Linked DNA regions of Mus musculus: all the other regions are linked to region 1. Evidence: chromatin contacts called from public promoter capture Hi-C data. All regions are on one chromosome and are shown on one strand. The core of a region is the stretch at or near the end of the contact, and the rest is flanking DNA. Distances in the headings are between cores, read along the strand shown.

Evidence for each region. Promoter capture Hi-C pulls out the DNA fragments that hold promoters and counts their contacts. Capture Hi-C pulls out chosen DNA fragments and counts their contacts.
Region 2: a promoter capture Hi-C map of adipose tissue shows a contact between it and region 1, with 5 times the contacts expected there. The contact joins the promoter of Scn2b here to the promoter of Fxyd2 in region 1. A contact is called at or near these places in 15 of 39 promoter capture datasets (the 3T3-L1 cell line, 3T3-L1-derived adipocytes, the C10 cell line and 9 more), 2 of 15 datasets of contacts at CTCF or cohesin (large pre-B cells and pro-B cells), 23 of 484 Hi-C or Micro-C datasets (the AML12 cell line, B cells, CD4 T cells and 19 more), 9 of 115 datasets of contacts at active chromatin or transcription factors (T-cell acute lymphoblastic leukemia, bone marrow-derived dendritic cells, bone marrow-derived macrophages and 5 more) and 3 of 9 other capture datasets (adipose tissue, liver and macrophages).
Region 3: a promoter capture Hi-C map of embryonic stem cells shows a contact between it and region 1, with 4 times the contacts expected there. The contact joins the enhancer-like site here to the promoter of Fxyd2 in region 1. A contact is called at or near these places in 14 of 39 promoter capture datasets (the 3T3-L1 cell line, the C10 cell line, cranial neural crest and 8 more), 8 of 15 datasets of contacts at CTCF or cohesin (the NIH/3T3 cell line, embryonic stem cells, hippocampal excitatory neurons and 3 more), 184 of 484 Hi-C or Micro-C datasets (the AML12 cell line, B cells, the Ba/F3 cell line and 95 more), 33 of 115 datasets of contacts at active chromatin or transcription factors (PVALB interneurons, astrocytes, bone marrow-derived dendritic cells and 19 more) and 7 of 9 other capture datasets (adipose tissue, embryonic stem cells, embryonic tail and 4 more).

The regions. Positions count from the first base shown.
Region 1 is chr9:45,404,811-45,408,290 of GRCm38.p6, reverse strand. Fxyd2 (FXYD domain-containing ion transport regulator 2) reads right to left here and starts at 2,201. Exons shown (of 6, transcript NM_007503.4): 1 at 2,125-2,201; 2 at 147-185. The coding sequence starts at 2,161.
Region 2 is chr9:45,115,925-45,119,402 of GRCm38.p6, reverse strand. Scn2b (sodium channel, voltage-gated, type II, beta) reads right to left here and starts at 1,527. Exons shown (of 4, transcript NM_001014761.2): 1 at 1,310-1,527. The coding sequence starts at 1,379. The region is part of intron 1 of Gm10684 (predicted gene 10684); the gene reads left to right.
Region 3 is chr9:45,766,976-45,770,337 of GRCm38.p6, reverse strand. It overlaps Cep164 (centrosomal protein 164), which reads left to right. Exons shown (of 30, transcript NM_001081373.3): 28 at 863-929; 29 at 1,695-1,817; 30 at 1,975-3,362. The coding sequence ends at 2,080. Among named protein-coding and RNA genes, the nearest start is that of Cep164, 60 kb to the left of the region's middle. Within about 2 kb of position 1,682, at least 19 of the 459 cell types and tissues checked have an H3K27ac peak or open chromatin away from gene starts, as enhancers often do. A contact at or near this core is called in differentiating embryonic stem cells, embryonic stem cells, spermatogonia and 1 more, where this site is marked.

The DNA.
Region 1 (3,480 bases), core at 952-3,451:
AGGAGACATGCGCAGTGGTGTAGGCACGCCCCCTCACAGACCTCCCAAAGTCCACCCGCGAGGCAGCCCCGCCATGTTAAGAGCAGATAGCAGGAACCCAGGGCTGGAAGCCATCTGACGGAGTAGGCAGGGGAGGACCGGCTTACCGTACTCGAAGGGATTCTCTGTCCCCTTGGCACTGCCACCTGAGAAGAGAGCCAGGGGTGGGATGAGCAAGAAATCACAACCCCAGAGTAGTGGGAACTCCAGAGTTCTCAAACGAACTCCCAGGATCGAGATGAAGAGAAGGCTGGCTAGAGTGACCCAGTGAAGAGGGGACCTGTGAGGACGCCCTAAAGGTTACATCACATGGGCATCATGGGATCAGACGCTGGGCATCTGAATAGAAACCTGCCCTGTCTGAAGGGACCTCAGTCTCCGGAGGGCGTGGTCCTCCCCAGCTCCCAGCTCTGTATCATAACGAAGTCAGGCCAAAAAGCCAACTCCCAGGAAGCCCCCAGAGGCCTCTATTGATATAATTCCACGTCCTCGGGGAAAGGCAATGTCTGAAATAAATTAAGGCGGAAAGCAGAGCCTCTGTGTTCAAGGAACGGGAGAAGGAATCAAGGGCCCACTGGAGTCTTCGTAAGGACACAGTGGAAATGGAAGGCAGAATCAGGGCTTGACTCATCCTAGCTTCTACTCTGCTGTGTCACTGTCCTCCGGACATACTTAACGGGCAGGAGGAGCACTTAGTTTCTGTGCATTCCCGGCCAAAATGGTCTGAGCATCAGCTCGTACAACCTGAGGCACAGTTGTTATTCCCTCTCATCCACAAGAGACTGGGGCACAGAGAGGGTAAGTAAGTCACCCCACAACCACACAGCGAGTAAGGGGCAGAGCTGGGATTTGAACCCAGGCAAAGCGTCACTATGAGTCTACGTGCTAGGCTCCCTTTCAAGTGACATAGAGGAAGAAGACTTTTTCAGACCAAGCTGCCTGCCCCTGGCCCTGCCTCCTGTGGCTCCTTCACCCTGAAGGAAGCCGATATTCTGCTCTCTGCCAGCCTGAGCTCAGAGCACTTACCCTTGGATAGCTGGTAGTACAATGGCCAGCAAAGCTACAATCACACACACACACCACCCCCATTCCCCACTCCATGCCAGCTGTACTCTCTGCTGCCCTGCTGGAGCCCCTCTTGTCCGGGGCCTTTTCTAAAGGGATGAAAAAGTTAACAATTCCCAGGCAACTTTGAACTGTGCCCCTGTAGTGATCAGCCAGCCGCAGGGTCTGGTGAGTCCAGATCCCTCCAGTAGCCAGAGGGGGTCAGTGCTGGTGAACCTCAGGTATGGGTTGTTCAGAAAGGTCAAAATCTAAGGAGAAGCCACAGTGACCCAGGCTCTGCATCCATGCAGAAAGTCTTCCCACACTTCCGTCATGTTCAAGGTCAAATGGGGAGCTAGCATCAGCCTCAGCCAGATCCAAGACAGGACCCCAAACCCCACCCCACCCCCATTTCCCTTTCAGGAAGCATTTAATGAGTCCCTCTTCCACCAGTGTTCTAGGTCAGAAAACTCAACATCTATGGACCGGCAGGGGTCCTCTTGGGCTCCAGGCCTGAGTCTGTGGATTTCAAAACGCTGGGCTTTTCTTGTGACCCTAAGCCTTCTGGGGAAGGCTAAGCTAAAGGGCTGCTCCTCCCATCTCCAACCCCGGCAGCCCCTGACCACTTTGAAATCTTAGTTCTCCATCCAAGATGAGAAAGTCACACTGGGCAGGGCGTGGAAGGCTGAGGCAGGAAGAATGCAGTGAATTTTAGGTTATTCTGGGCTATATGAGTTCCAGGCCAACCTGGGCTACAGAACAACACCCTGTCACCCAGAACAAAGTCACATGTACACACACACGTACACACACACACACACACACACACACACACAAACACACAACACACATAAACACACACACTTCTGATGCTCCAACTTCTGCTATTCTGCTCTTTTTCTGTGGGGGTGGGGTTGAGGATCCCTTCTGAATGCTAATTTTCTAAGAGAGCCACTGGCTGGGGAACTCCAAGGAACAGGAGAGGGAAGGGGTCTAGCTGCCCACCAGAGCCAGTCCCAGGCAGAGTCCTGCCAGTCTCACCACTGTTCGCTGACAGATCTGATATTTCCCCAGCCATCGGGGCTTCTCCACGACGGTCTTCCTGTGGCCTCTACTATGGGGACAGTGTCTGCCGTGGCCAGGGCAGAGGTGGGGGGGCATTAAATATTAACAGTGTCAGGTAATATTTACCCCAGTCACAAGAAAGGCTGAGTGTCCCCAGAGGGGCTCTTGCTGACCCAGGCAAGGGGAGGTATGGGGGGAGCCAGAGGCAGGGAGGAGCTGCCTGAGGTCTCCAGCCCCTCCCAGAGGAAATTTCCAGAGAGCAGGGCTGGGATGGGCAGCAACAGTATTCTTCCATCAGCCGGGGAAGCCGCAGCTGGGAGTGAGATGAGGAAGTGAGAATTTCAAGATGCACTCTCGGTGAAGGGCACATGGGAAGTATAGATAGGGGTCCTGGGTCGGGATGGGGACTTCCAAGTCCCTTAGCCTCCAGAGCTTCCTGCAAGGCCCTGTGGATAGCACCGTGACAGCTTACATTCTCATGGGGCAGTCATGTCTCCCCGCCGTGTTCCTAAGGAGCCCGGCCTGGCTCCCTTCTTACCACAGTCCTGTGAATCTTGGGTCCCCAGCAGGATCAGCCTCAATAGCACTGCTGTCCCTGACAGCCTGTCCTGACTTGTTTTATTTATCCTGGTCCCGAGGCCACCACAGTTAGCCACTCACACCTCAGTCTGAAATCCTCCACCATCCCTGACTAATGTCCTATCCTGATGCCCAACACTCCCTCTTGCGGCTGTCACCATATGCTTATGACTCTTTCAGGAAGAAGCTCAGCTTGATCTTAGGGCTTACAAAGCATTTTCTAGCTGTTGTCTCCCTTTTGCTTTAGTTCCTCTCTTGACATGAGCTATCTGAGGTATGGAGAAGCTGAGGCCCAAGGTCAAACATCCAGTGAGAGTTGAAGACAAATAATGGCTATCCTTTGAGATCCAGGGCTCAAATGCTATGGCCATACCCACCCACCCACCCCCAGCCTGTCCTGCACTCACTGTAACCATCCCCTTGGTAACTATGGTGTGGATTCTGTAAGACCACAGTCTTCTTTGGGTTCCAGATGGTCGACTTGGCCTCCAAGAAGCTAATATCCAACACTAGCAGATGATATATAAATAGATACACAGGTGATAGGTAAACAAGAAATAGATGATAGATAGATAGATAGATAGATAGATAGATAGATAGATACATACATACATACATACATACATACATACATACCTGCATGCATACCTGCATGCATACAAGCTATATAAGTGATAGGTTGATGGAGAAATGATACCAAGATGGATAATAGATTTATGGATAGATGGATAGATGATAGATAGATAGATAGAT
Region 2 (3,478 bases), core at 278-2,777, 290 kb after region 1:
TTAGATCTTTATCTTGCAGGTTACCAGGATTGCTTCATGTCTCTGTTATCCCTGTGGGCCCTATACCCAGCATGAGAGGGAGGGGGGATATACCACCCAGCACAGTGAGAAAGGACACAGAAGGTGGGACAGAGAGACAGAGACCAGCATAGAGACAGAAAGAGAGACAACAGAGAGACAGACAGATTGAGAGAGCTTATAGTGGGACCTAATCTCACCTAAGATCCTTAAACTTGACCCTCAGGCACTACAGAGAGAATTTTAAGAGTGAGAGTAAAACTGTCCACAAGGCAGGTTTAGAGCCCAGCATGGTGGCACTTGTCTGTAATCCCATCACCCAGGAAGAGAAAGAGACAGGAGAATCACTGAAAGTTCGAGATCAGCCAAGACTACAAAGTGAGACCTTATGGGTTGTGGGGTGGGGTAGAGTCGGGAAGCAGGCCTACAAATAGCCTCCTAACATACCTGCCTAGTACGAGGTCTCTAGGTGTTCAGCTATGAAATTGGCTTTGGGACCTTACGACAGGGTGGTCTGCAAGGTTGGGCTGGACCACGGAGACTGGTTTTAAAGGAACTCTCCCTAGGTTCCACTTACAGTTTGCTCCTTTTCCCAGGATCCTGGGCACCTGACCTCATCCATTCCATCTGGTTCACACCAGGGGTGCCTGCCTCGGTAGCAGCTACTCTGGTGCCTCTCCTGCCAACCCGGAGCTGGTCCTTAAGCCTGATACCCACCTCCTCCCACACGCATCCCAACAAATTGGTGGGATAGGCTCAACTCTCTGCCCCCAACTCTCGAGAACGCGATCTCCTTTAAATCCACCAGATCCCAGGGAACGGGCTCACAAATGAGACTTTTAAAGAAGCCAGCAACTCCTATGAGATCTCTTGGGAAGTAACTGAAAATGAAAACATGATGATGATGGTGGTGGTGGTGGTGGTGGTGGTGGTGGTGGTGGTGGTGGTGGTGGTGAAGAGAAAAATCCCTGAAGAGACCGCAGAGCAGCCTAGCTCTGCCCCACCCCCACATGGGTCCACTTCAGGGAAATCTACAGGATGAACCACCTCTTGATAAATTTGACCATTTTCATCCCCGAGCAACACTCACCCTCTAGTCAACATTTCTGGGAAGGAGAAGCCCAGCATCCGGCAGTCCCAGCTGTCCCAGATCCCCAGCACGCCCCTTCCCAAGGACACAGAGGGAAGCGGCTCACACTCCTTCCCTCTTGCCCCCTCCCCCGCCCCCTCCTCTTTCCGCTGCAGCTGCACTTCTGACCCTTAGGAGCATGCAGATGTGGTTCTAACTTACCCAAAGAGAAAAACAGACTGAGCCCCGTGAGACTGAAGGCAGGGCGAGGTAGCCAGGCATCCCTGTGCATTTTCAGAGACTGTGACGTTAGGCGGGTGGGCTGTGGGAAAGGGTGATTGAGGGACCAAGGACCACAAGGTAGGAATGGTTAAATGCTAAAAAAGAAAATGCACGGATGTACTTCAAAGACATATGCAACATTGAGGAAGCTTTATTTCCATCTCTCTAATATGGCCGACTTGTATGTGGCTGCTAAAAAGAGAGGGGGGTGGTGTATAAGGGAAAGGAAGAAAAAAAAGGGGATGGAGTAAATATTGTGGTTGGTGGATTTCAGAAAGCAGGTGGGAGGGCATAAAAAAGATATTCCTGGAAGAAATTAAGTTGCCAGAAAATTTAGCCTCTAAACTCAGAGCTCAATCAAATTTTGCCTTCCTACTGCATTTGAAATGATTTTTAGACTTTGAAAATTGTTAGAGAATTCTAGGTGAGGTGGCACGTGCCTGCAATCCTAGCACTAGGGAAACAGAGACAGGACTGCCTTGAACTCATAGCAGTCCAAAGCTAGCCTAGGCTCCAAAGCAAGACCCTTGCAAGAGAGGGGAGGAAGGAGGGGAGAGAAGGAGAGAGGGAGGGAAGGAGGGAGAGAAAGAAAAAAGGAAAAAGAGAAAGACTGTTAGAGCCATCTGTTTTTATCAAAGGGCTGTAAGGAAGTCCTTTTTATCATATGAATACGCCCCAAAGGCCTGTGAGTTGATTCCCTGGGGAAAGTGCTTGTGGCCACTGCCAAGCATGATGACCTGAGTTTGATCCCCGGGAACACACCTGGTCACCCAGCAGAAGGAGAGAACTGATCCCTGCAAGTTATGGTCTAACCTCAACACATTAGTGGCACCTGTATACTCATGCTACATGCTCTCTCTCTGTCTCTCTGTTTGTCTGTCTGTCTCTCTCTGTCTCTCCCCAACACACACACACACACACACACACACACACACGGGGAGGGGCAAGAGAATAGATAGATCATACATACGTACGTACGTACATACGTACGTACATAGATGTAAACACCCAGGAAAGAGTTGCCTTTTGTTGTTTGGGTTCAGCGAAGTGGGCAGGAGGCTCTTGGAAAGTAATGACTTCCTCATTGCTCTAGCATTTCCGCAGAATACAGAACTTGTCAGAGAAGGCTGATGCACAAATGCCTAAGAGACTTTTACAAGAGAATAGAGCATGGACCTCTGAGGGACCCGGATTCAAACAAATCAACAAGGAAAGGAACAGGTTTTGAGACAAGGGGAGCAGGGAGCGAATGTAAACTGGACGTTGATTATGTCAACAAATAACGTCTAATGCTGCCGGGTATCATAAAGATAGTGTCTGTGTTTTTAACACCCGTGGGTAATGTAGCTGATGGTCCCAGATGATTGGTGGTGCCTGGGGCACACTTCCCTTGGCTTTGGTGTATGTTTGAAACTTGTTATTTCGAAGGAGGGGAGAATACAGGTTGTCACAAGTAGAAGTTAGGAGAGAAGTGGCCCTAAGCAAAGAGGAGAACAGAGCCAAGCGTATCACAGGTCCTTAAACAGCAATCATTTATTTAGCTGTGCACATTTATCTGTCCACAGTGAGGAATCACAATTTGATCTTAACGTTAGGTCCAATGTACAGGTGATAGATCAGAGCCAGGATTCAAACCCAGCTCTTTGGAAGAGGCTGACCTCCCCCCAACCCCACTCCCCTTATTCCACATGGCTGTGACTGAGCCTTCCACACAGGGAAGAGCTGAGAATTCTGCACAGCGCCTGGTTGAGACTTGAAATTCACTAACCGGGAGGTAATTGACCACCCGGGGATGCTGCTGACCGGATGAATGAATGTATTTGGAAGTCCAGCTTGGTCTCTGAAAGCTGTCCCAGGGGCACAAGACCCAAAGCCAACTGGAACTTCAAGGCAGGGCTGTGAGAAGTCAGAAGGTGACAGGTCCTGATGTTGCACTGACCCTGTTCCCAGCGCCTCTGTCACTCTACGGTAGGGCTCCCATGGCCCCTGCACAGAGCCACGGTGTAGGAGTCCGAATTTCAGGAGAGTCTCTCCCGGTGCCCATCCCTACCACCCTAGGGCCCCGAGGCCTCTTTATAAGTGTGTGCCCAGAGTCTAGACCAGCACTAC
Region 3 (3,362 bases), core at 433-2,932, 360 kb before region 1:
AGTAGTTATTTATCCCAGTGTCTTAGTCAGGGTTTCTATTCCTTCACAAAACATGATCAAGAAGCAAGTTGGGGAGGAAAGGGTTTATTCAGCTTACACTTTCCACACTGCTGTTCATCACCAAAGGAGGAAGGCAAGACTGGAATTCAAGCAGGTCAGGAGGCAGGAGCTGATGCAGAGGCCATGGAGGGGTGCTACTTACTGGCTTGCTTCCCCTCTCTTGCTCAGCTTGCTGTCTTATAGAACCCAAGACTACCAGCCCAGGGATGGCACTGCCCACAAGGGGCCCTCCCCTCATTGATCACTAGTTGAGAAAATGCCTTACAGCTGGATCTCATGGAGGCATTTCCTCAAGTGAGGCTCAGGCTCCTTTTTCTGTGATAACTCCAGCTTGTGTCAAATTGACACACAAAACCAGTCAGTACAGTTCCCATTTTATAGCTGAGTAAGCTGAGACTCTGAGGGTTAGTAGTAAACTCCAGAGTACCCTTCGAATGAGTGAGTCATATACCAAGTTTTGACCCTGTGCTTATGACCCCGTGGCCCTGGCTTCTGCTCTGGGACCTAGTTTTGCCTTGTCGAGTAACATAAGTCAGAAAGGCAACCATTTGAGGGAAAAAAAATGTAAAAAACAAAAAAGTCTTTCGGCTCAGCCCAAATTGAAAACGAAATTTTTAGAATCAAAGTAAACAGGACAGTTCTTGTCTGTCACCTGTCTCTCACCTCCAGCATGGCAACATTCCCTGCCATTGTTTGTTCTGGGGACATCCTTTTCTGGGAATGCAGGGGCACTGGTAGTGAATGTGGAGGTGGCCTGCTGGGGCTGGGGCTGCCCTTAGACCCCATCTTCTTGCTGTTCCAGCTGGCATCCCGTTGCTCAGTGGCTCTCCTCCCCCACCGGAGAACAAGCTGGGTTATGTGTCTGTAAGGTAAGTCTCTGCGCTGGGTGTGGCCTCACAGTTTAGATCTTTACTGTACCCCCCTGGGCCAATGGCACCATGGACAGATGGGAACAAACCTCATGATCCTGTTGGCCTGGAGCCCAGACAGGTCCCCAGCCCAGAGACACCTACATCTTGCCTTTTCTGAGAAACTCCACCACGGCAAGTAAACAGTCAGATCGCCGCTGCCAAGGTTCAGTGGATGTGAGGCAGGGTGTGTGGGCTCTGCAGGTGTTGCCCATCGGGGGAGAGACTGAGGTGAAGCCCAGCTCATCCCGTGGCCCCACCAGCCCTGGAGTCTGACCCGGCTTTGCCACTGAACTCTTTGATTCCTATGGCAAGCGATTATTTGGTCCTGTTATCCATTTCCTGTTCATCTCACTCTCTGGCAAATATCTTGTTCTCGCCACCTCAGCCCTAACTGTAAACCCCCACAAATTTATCTCTGCTCTCTGGGCCAGCCCGAGAGCTGCTGCTGTGTAAGTATCTGGGTGGACAGAGGGAGCTCTTTGCTGATGAGAACGGCCGAGGATGGACAGATGCGAAGGTCCAGAGTAAACTTTGCATGAGATGCTCAGGAAGGGGGTGGAGGGCAGCCAAGACCTTCCTTTTGGGGAACTGATGCCCCTCCGCATTACCAGAGAAGGCCCTTTGATTGCTGGAGGCCTTACAGAGGTGAGAGAGGGTCGCAGAGAGGCGGGGCTCCGTTCGGGCGTGCCGCCAGCTTCCTGCCTGCTCTCCTCCCTTTTCCAGTGAGCAGCTCCACTTCCTGCAGCGCTCCCACCCTCGAGTCCCCAGGACGGATGGTGTCAGCATTCAGAGCTTGATCGATTCCAACCGGAAGTGGCTGGAACATTTCCGGAACGACCCCAAGGTGTATCCTTTTAGCTGGTCCCCAAGCTTTAGTCCCTCCCGGTGATAGCAACTTGACTGGCCTGCTCTCCACCACCGGCCTCGGTGGTGTCGGAGAATACCCCTTTGGACCGTAGACCCTTTCTCTCAGCCGTCCAGTTTTCCTTCACTTTGTGACCAGACAGCTTTTCTCCTCGGCGCCCAAAGCAACAACCACATCGAACTTATCGAACCTCCTGCAGCTGGGCCTGGACGAGAACAACAGACTGAATGTGTTTCATTACTGAACCCCGTGTGGGGCGGGGCAGGGCGGCCTCCTCCTCTATTACAAGTGCCTGAGGAGCCGCCAACATTTTATTTCTCTCATCAAGCATGTCCTCCGTTGTGAACCCCACCGAGGACTTAGAGGAACCACCGGGTTAGATAGGTGGAGAGTACGGCTGTAGACGGCCACGCACGCTTCAACCATGGACTGTCCTGAGCAGAAACATGTGGACATATGCGAGCTTCTGCACCAAAGTGGCACTGAGATGTGGGCTGCTGAAGACTTCAGGGGTGTGGACACCTTAGTTAAAGCGACTGCTATGGGAGGCTTAGGGATCCTCCTTGGAGGTTGGCCCCCTGCTGAGGATGTGGTCCTTTATTCACATGGCCTCCTAGCATGGCATGCCCTGGCACTTTGGCTGTGCTGGGTCTGTGCCCCTTTCGGATACCTCAGCCCCGACAGGATCATACCCGTCCCTCTCTTTTTGCCTTTTTTTTTCTTTGTAAATGTCTTCTGACTGTCACAAGTTTGGGCTCAGCTGCCTGAGCCCGGCTGGATGTTGCTAGAGGGGCCCCGAGGGATGTTCTGTCTCCTTCCCCTCGGCTGGCACCGTGATTTCCTCACGATTCTCAGGAGCAGCCCTCTCCCCCCTTAGGGTGCTCTGTGGAGCTCTTCCTTGCCCTCAGGTTTCAAGCACCTATCTTTCCAGGAAGCCAAAAAAGCCATAGGGAAAGAGGGGAATGCCTTCTGCCCCATCTTGATATTTCTCTTCTTTAACTCGAGTGTGTCTATGAGCCCTATTTCCATCTGTCCTTCTATCTGGGCCGCCCCTAGCCCAGTCCAACTAGCAACTCTGTCCAGAGCTCAGTGGATGGAACTGATTCCAGCCTGGCACCAGCAGGGACCATCTTGGGTCAGGTGCTTCTGGCTAGTGCTTCTGGCTCAAGCCTCCTCGGCCCAACTTCCCCTCAGCGGGCTCTGCAGGAGCTGCAGGTGATGCTCTCAGCATCTGTCTCCTTGTTTAAACAAAATGCCCTCATTTTTCTTGTCTTGAGAAGCTGCGGGCTGCCTCTACCCCCGCAGCCCACAGGGTCTCACCGATTTATTGTTCGTTTCTTTGCTGTGGAATAAACCTCGAGCAGCCAGTTGGCTTTTTACCCTTTAGATATTTTTTAGTCATCGGCTGACCACACACAGATAAAGTCCGTTTTGTTACTTCTTCCACTCTGTGTGCCTTGAGAACCGCTCATGTGGTACAACCAATTCTGGTGACAATCCTGTGATTTTTTTTTTTTTTTGCACCT